Regions from separate parts of the Zea mays genome. Here region 1 is linked to region 2. The links are chromatin contacts, called in public Hi-C maps. All regions are on one chromosome and are shown on one strand. Each heading gives the region's core, a stretch centred on a gene start, on an enhancer-like site or on the middle of the called end of the contact. The rest is flanking DNA. Distances are from core to core; before and after follow the strand shown. Region 1 holds the start of LOC100284288. Region 2 holds the start of LOC100273287.

Evidence for each region. Hi-C and Micro-C count contacts between places; a contact is called where the count stands out from the background.
Region 1: a contact with region 2 is called in a Hi-C map of leaf mesophyll, with 3 times the contacts expected there. The contact joins the promoter of LOC100284288 here to the promoter of LOC100273287 in region 2. A contact is called at or near these places in 2 of 25 Hi-C or Micro-C datasets (endosperm and leaf mesophyll).

What each region holds. Positions count from the first base shown.
Region 1 is chr1:286,711,249-286,714,833 of Zm-B73-REFERENCE-NAM-5.0, reverse strand. It overlaps LOC100284288, which reads left to right and starts at 2,244. Exons shown (of 1, transcript NM_001157183.2): 1 at 2,244-3,585. The coding sequence starts at 2,366. The coding sequence ends at 3,202.
Region 2 is chr1:285,861,025-285,864,552 of Zm-B73-REFERENCE-NAM-5.0, reverse strand. LOC100273287 reads left to right here and starts at 1,466. Exons shown (of 17, transcript NM_001147728.1): 1 at 1,466-1,630; 2 at 2,025-2,398; 3 at 2,505-2,549; 4 at 2,641-2,681; 5 at 3,156-3,237; 6 at 3,403-3,447. The coding sequence starts at 2,264. It overlaps LOC103644037 (probable protein phosphatase 2C 34), which reads left to right. Exons shown (of 4, transcript XM_008667229.3): 3 at 1-147; 4 at 237-943. The coding sequence ends at 497.

The DNA of each region.
Region 1 (3,585 bases), core at 995-3,494, 850 kb before region 2:
TGGAGACGCCCAATTCATCTATATCTTGGGTATTTTGATCTTTTAGCTGGCACGCCGGTGCTGTAGCATTTTGTCTCCGTATGTGTGGATGCTACGAAGATGTGCTGCTATGGATACGGCCGGTGTTGATTAGCAATGAGTGTGAGAAGAATCATGGGATAAACATGTTGTTGCTTGTGATAGAACCCTTCTCTGGTACTGTGTTATATACCTAATAATAATAGTTGGGTCGTAGCTTATATTTATAACATTGTCTTGATCGCACATAGTCAATATTATGCGTAGCTTATCCCGTATCCGTTTTCGTATGGACGGAGCAACGGAGGACTCTGCTCGGCGCAGCCAACGAGGCAACGAAGGGTTGAGAGTGGCAGCGCAGCACGGCCGCCGAAGCCGAACAGGTGCATTCGGGGCTTGTACGTGGGCGTTGCGTCTGCCAGGACGTAAGTGATAGTCTGTGGAGTGTGGAGTGAGGACTTGTTTTGTCTAACGCATGTGCCAACTTGGTGTAGATCAAGCTTGCTGATCCAAATCCGACTTTTATACGAGCCAAGGCAACGACGTGTTAGGTGGTGCACAGCGTGACATAGCGAGTGACAGCAGAGAGGCTGCTATAGGCACGCACGCCATGTGTGCAGTATACTAGTAGTACTAGTATTTACGGAACATAGAGGCTGTGTTGTGCTTATCTATTAGTACCAGTAGTGGTGGTACGGTGGTAGTCTTCTAATTGTCTAGCTACATGAGGTTTTTGCAAGGATAGAGTCTTCTTGCCATTGTTAGCACGTCTTAGAAGTCATATGCTCATCCACAAAGCATCGCTCTGGGAGTGCTTTTTTATTTTTAAACAAATAAAAGGCATTGTTGGGAGAGGGTAACTGATCGAGGTCTGGACAACAAAGAAAAATCCTGTTTTAACGACAGACTTTAAAAAAAATGACAGAACTTAACTACCGATTCCAATTTCTTTACTACAGCTTATATATCATGTGCGTGAACGTACTAACGCGAGACTGTGACAGCGCAAGTGTCAACGGCTGCTCCCACTGCCATTAACCCATCTAGAAAAGAAAAGAAAAATTCTCCGCAACCGCGTGCCTATCTGGTAGATGCAGAAGATCCATGCAACCCGGTGCCACTTCAGCCGACGGAAGCTCATACGCGATGGGTTATTTTAACTGACCCCCTCGAGGTGCCCAGGCTGTTGGAATCTTCCATGCGCGCTGTTGCGGGCCCACCCACCGCGTGGTCTGCGCCCGACTTGCTAGTTGCTACCGGTTCGGTTCTGGTTTGTTTTGGACTTGGAACCGTCTGCCTGGCCAGAACAGGGGGCGACGGGGAGCCGAGGACCACCGCTCAAGCGTTTGCATGTTTGCGCATGTGCTTAAAATGCCTCGCAGAGTACTAGGCTACTAGCGCAGACACCAGACAAACTGCTCATCCTCCTCTTCCTACTACTACCGCGCAGCACCGTAGTAATATATAAGCGCCAACAAAGTTTGTGACATACTACGTACTTCAGTTTTCAGTGTGCACACACTAGTTAAAATATGGAAGCTTAATTTGTTGGTTCGCAAAAAGAAAAATAAAACCTGCTGTAATTCGTTGTTTTTTTTGCTTGCTTATTACTCGATCCGGGTCCGTCTGCCCGCCCGCGCGTCCAGCGTTGCCGGATCAAGCCGGGTATGCGTGGATCGGTTCGAGATATGTATGGATCCGCAACCGACGACGACCGCATCTCACATCCACAGCGACGCAGGAGCCGCGCGCCCCGGTCAGTCCTCCCTCCCCACACCTCTCTTTTCTCGCACATACTAGCTGGCCTGTACCTGTACACACTCTCCTACCCTACCACACTCGCACGACCAGTCGTCGTTCTCGTTCCACCGCACCGCACCGCTCAGCTCAGCGGCAGGCAAGTTGTGCTGCCCGGCTTCCCCTTTGCATCCTCTCCGTGTCTTCGCCTCCACGTTGACCACGACCTCTTCCCTGCAGCCCTCTCGCCGCCTCCGTCCACCACCCATGCACCCACCCGAACGAGACTACTCAACTCAACGTCTCAACCCAACCCGTCTCTAGCCGCCACTCCACCGGCTTCCCACCCACTGCCGCCGCGCCCCCACCTGTGACTGTGCCGCGTGCGTGCCCACGCCGCGACCACCTCACTACCCCCACCTACGACGCAACTTCCCACGCCCCATCACACACCCGCCACCGCTTTAAAACCCTCACTCCCCTCACTCATCACACTCGCACAGTCTCACCACAGCGAGCGAGAGCAAGGCGCCCAAGCAACCACCGCGAGAACAAGTCGCAGCCAAACAGCCCCGTCTCCCAGCGAAGCTTGAGCTTGCATTATTCTACCATGTCTTCCATGGAGCTGCTCCACGCCGTCGTCCCGGAGAAGCAGAGCGAGGAGGAGGTCGCGCCCGCAGCGACGACCACGAGCAGCAGCGCCACCGCCACGGGCGGGGACGAGGGCGCCCACGTGCCCCAGGGGTGGGCCAAGAGGAAGCGCTCGCGCCGCCAGCGATCGGAGGAGGAGAACCTCGCGCTCTGCCTCCTCATGCTCTCCCGCGGTGGCCACCACCGCGTCCAGGCGCCGCCAACGCCGGTCCCGTCCGCGGCGCCGGCCGCCGCGGAGTTCAGGTGCTCCGTCTGCGGCAAGTCCTTCAGCTCCTACCAGGCGCTGGGGGGCCACAAGACCAGCCACCGGGTCAAGCTGCCGACGCCTCCTCCTCCTCCTACTGCCGCCGCTGTAACTGTCTCGGCAGCAGTGCCCGTCCCGGAGGCCCCCGCCCCGATCACCGTCGTCGTCCCGCCGCTGCCGCCAGTCGAGGTCGGCCGCGAGCCGGCCACGTCATCCACCGCCGCGTCCTCCGACGGGGCGGCCTCGAGCAGAGTCCACAGGTGCTCCGTCTGCCACAAGGAGTTCCCGACCGGCCAGGCGCTCGGCGGGCACAAGAGGAAGCACTACGACGGGGGCGTCGGCAGCGCCGCCGCGTCCACCGACGTCCCGGCGGCGCCCGCCGAGACGTCCGCCGAGGTCGGGAGCTCCGCCGCGCGTGCGTTCGACCTCAACCTCCCGGCCGTGCCGGAGTTCGTGTTCCGGTGCGGCAAGCCCGGCAAGATGTGGGAGGAGGACGAGGAGGTGCAGAGCCCCCTCGCCTTCAAGAAGCCCCGCCTCCTCATGACCGCGTGAAACCGCTGCGCGCGCGGGCGGCGGATCTCATCTCATCACCCGTCCAAGATTTTGGTCCGCAGCTGCCGAGTTCAGCGGTGGAAGTGGAACACACTATTCGTTCATTCATTTCGTATGGTGCCAGTAGCGCTATTGTTTGATTTTTGTGGCTGCTCCTCTTGTACAGTACCGAGTGCGAGAAAAGATGCATAGTCATCGTATACATACCAATACAATACCGTACCTATAGGTCTTCCTATTCCTGTGGAAGAGTAGAACTTGTATCCTTATTAGCTGTCAGTACACTACAGTTCATACACACTTGGTTCTCATTATCAGAGATCATTGGTGAATTAGTGGTTTTGTATCATAAGCTTATTGTAAATGATGGATTGGAGATTAGT
Region 2 (3,528 bases), core at 217-2,716:
AAGAGGCCAGCTCTTAGTGCTGAACCATCGGTTCAAGTACGCAAGCTGAAACCAAACGACCTGTTTCTGATATTTGCTTCAGACGGTCTTTGGGAGCACCTCAGCGATGACGCAGCGGTGCAGATTGTCTTCAAGAATCCGAGAACTGTGAGTGACCATTCCATCATAGGGCCCCTTTCTCTATGCTCGCGCCGTTTGCAGCCTGACTAATTGTGTGTCGTCACGAACTCTTTCAGGGGATCGCCAACAGACTGGTGAAGGCTGCCTTGAAGGAGGCAGCCAGGAAGAGGGAGGTCAGGTACCGTGACTTGAGGACGATCGACAAGGGAGTGAGGCGGCATTTCCATGACGACATCAGCGTCGTCGTGGTCTTCCTTGATCGCCACCGTGAGCGCCGCCACACTAGGGTCGTTGACTCGAGTAGCAACTGCATCAGTGCTCCCGTCGACATATACTCCTCCAACACACACCAGTCTGCGGAGCCCTTGCACGGTTAAAAGAGCTGAACTCTGGCTAGAGTAGAAGACTGGGGTTTGCCTTGCGCTCTCCTGCTGGTGAACGGTGGAGTTGTAGAGCTGAGGGACTGCAGTGCCATAGCCATAGGAAGGGAAGAACTCGAGATGTACATAGATAGCGTGGGTGTGTAGCATCGGAAAAGATCATTTGGTCTGGAACTACGTAGCGTAATTGGTCAGTCAGATCATTTTCTTGTTTCTTTTTGTCTGATTATGCTTACCCAGTGGTAAATCCGTCCATTGTATCGGATTTAATTTAAGAAATCTGTAATACAGAGGTGTCGTGAAATAGTTGATGACGCAACTGGAGGTTAGTGGTGACTGGTGACCAAAGAACATATGCTCTGCTTATGATCTAGAAGTTAGGTTGTGACATGAGAATATATACTATTTATTTGCAACGGATGAGATGCTCTTATTTCATTTAGCATTGCTTTTTGTCAAAACTTCGTTGTATGTAGTTACAAGATTACCTCTACCTGGAATCGTTGAAACTCTTCATGGTTCGTGCTGTGGAACGGACTGTTTAGATCATTCGCGGCGTTGTTTACGAACGGAAACTTCATGGTTTGTAATTGGAAACTTCTTTACGAACGGAATGTTTAAACGCCCCTCACTTCCGAACGGGAACACGGAGTATAATACTGGGCGTCTCTTCTGATTCCCTGAGCCAGTGAGCCTACAAGCCTAGAAGCTAGAAGCTTCCACAGTATTTTACAGACCTCATCTCCGAAACGTAAGCAAAGCCCCAAAGGTCCCACTAAAGAACCGAGCCAAAAAAATGGCGGCCGCTGCCTCCTTCGCTGCGCCGCGCAGTGCGGGCAGCTGCAGTCGTCGTGCGCGCGGCCAACAATTTCGGCCCATCACTGCTTTGGAATTCCGGCCCATCGGCCCAGCCCAGGCTTCCTTTTTCCCATCCCACGTGAGCATAGCCAAGCCAACAGGCAACAGCAAAGCCCAGGCTGCCCAGCACACGCGACGCGAACCAGCTGGCGAGGAACCCTAGCGGAGCACTGTGCAGGCGACCGCGGCGCGCTATCACTTACGGGGGGATACGGCGGCATCGTCCCCCTCGGCCCCTCCTCCATCCCTGGTGCGGCGGCGCCAGCCTGCAGGTACGGTGAAGGCTCCATGTCTCCACGGCTCCACCAGTCCATCTCTTCTCCCCAGTCCCCGATAGGCTGTATCTGTTTTGCTGATTTGATTATGGCCCTGTTTGGCACAGCTTATTTTCAGTCTCTTCACACATTTAAGCAGAAGTTCTGCCAAATAGACAGCTTTTGCAGCAACTTATCAGTTCAGCTGCCAATCAGAAGCTGCTTTTCATCTGCTTCTCAGATAAGCTGCTTTTCATCTGCTTCTCAGATAAGCTACTTTTTCAACAAGCAGCAGCTGTGCCAGCCAAACGGAGCCTATAGCTTGAATGATGAATGTTGAATGCTGCTGCCTTGAATTTAGATTTAGACTGTTGTGAGGTGTTGTTGAATGCTAATGAGCATATCTCTGCAGGTGTTGAATGCTGATTTGTTGTGGCTGATTAATCGGGTTGATCGTCGATTAATCGTGATTAGTCGGCTGATCGCCCTTCTGGCGATCAGAAACGATAAGGCAATCTGAAAACATTGGCCGCCAAACCTCCAGAGCGACTCCCGCGAGCCGTGACCACCATAGCTAAATCAACGCACCAGAAGCTTTCACGGAGCTGTCTCGTCCACGAGTGTTCCAGCTGACTCCTATTCCCTGCGTCAATGGCGAGCTCTGGCAATGAAGGGCGTGTGGTGGTGGACCTTGGCTCCGCGGCGGAGTCGGTGGCTGCTGACGAGGAGGCGCACGCCACGCCTCTCCACGAGATTGAGTCCCTTTGCATGCGCTGCGGCGAGAACGTGAGTGCTCCCGTACCTCACCTCTCTTTTTTGATGGTTCCGTCCTCTTCTGTTGGGGTGCTTGTCGAAGGTTCTGAGGCCTGTTGCTTCGCTTTCATGGGGTTAGGGCATCACGAGGCTTTTGCTGACGTTGATCCCGCACTTCCGGGAGGTACTTTCTGTGCTCATGGCCTCAGCTTCTTGTTCTGATTAGTATTGTTGGTTAGACTGGAGTTGTGAAATTTGCTTTTGTGAATCTGCAGGTGGTTCTGATGGCCTTCGAGTGCCCACATTGTGGTGAGAGGTAACGATATGCCCAAATTCTTGTTTATTGGAATTTGTCCAGGTCAATGATTAGTAGAGATACTACCAAGGTTATTAAAACGATAAAACGTTGAAAGCTCATGGGTGAAGTTTTGACTTTTAAACGTTTAAACGAACTTTATATACAGTTTTAAACAACACAGGAAAAATACAATATATCATAATTTCAGACAATAATATGAAGTTAAAACCAAAACAGAGAGGTTAGTGGCTTACCAAAACTTCACCCATGAGCCGGATTGGACCCAAAAGTAACTAACAGACTGGGTCCAAAAGTAGCTAATAGTCTAAAATGCATGAAACACTGTGTTTTATAGTTTAGAATGCCAAAACACGGTTTCAACCTCTAATTAGATTTTTGACGTTTAAACGTCGTTTAAACATAGTTTTAATAACACTGGATATTACTTGCCAATTGATGGTAATAATTTGAGTCTGTATCCTTGTGTTGTAGGAACAACGAGATTCAGTTTGCTGGACAACTCCAACCCAAGGGATGCTGCTACAGCTTGGAGGTTCCGTTGGGGCAGAGTGAGGTATGTGTTCTGCATAGCGATTATGTCTTATTTTGTTGATTTTGGCAAAACTAAGCTCTCTTATTGTCTGCAGTACAAACCTATTTTAACATTTGTTATAATAAAGCATTATTATGGTTACTAAAATATATTTACTATGATAACTAACTAGTGGTGCTGGTCCAGATGCTGAATCGTCAGGTCGTGAAGTCTGATTCAGCGACTATCAAGGTATGCTGATATTTGATCATCTTGATACATCACAGTAAATACATTGAATGCATTGCTTTTCTAACTATTCATTGTACCCAT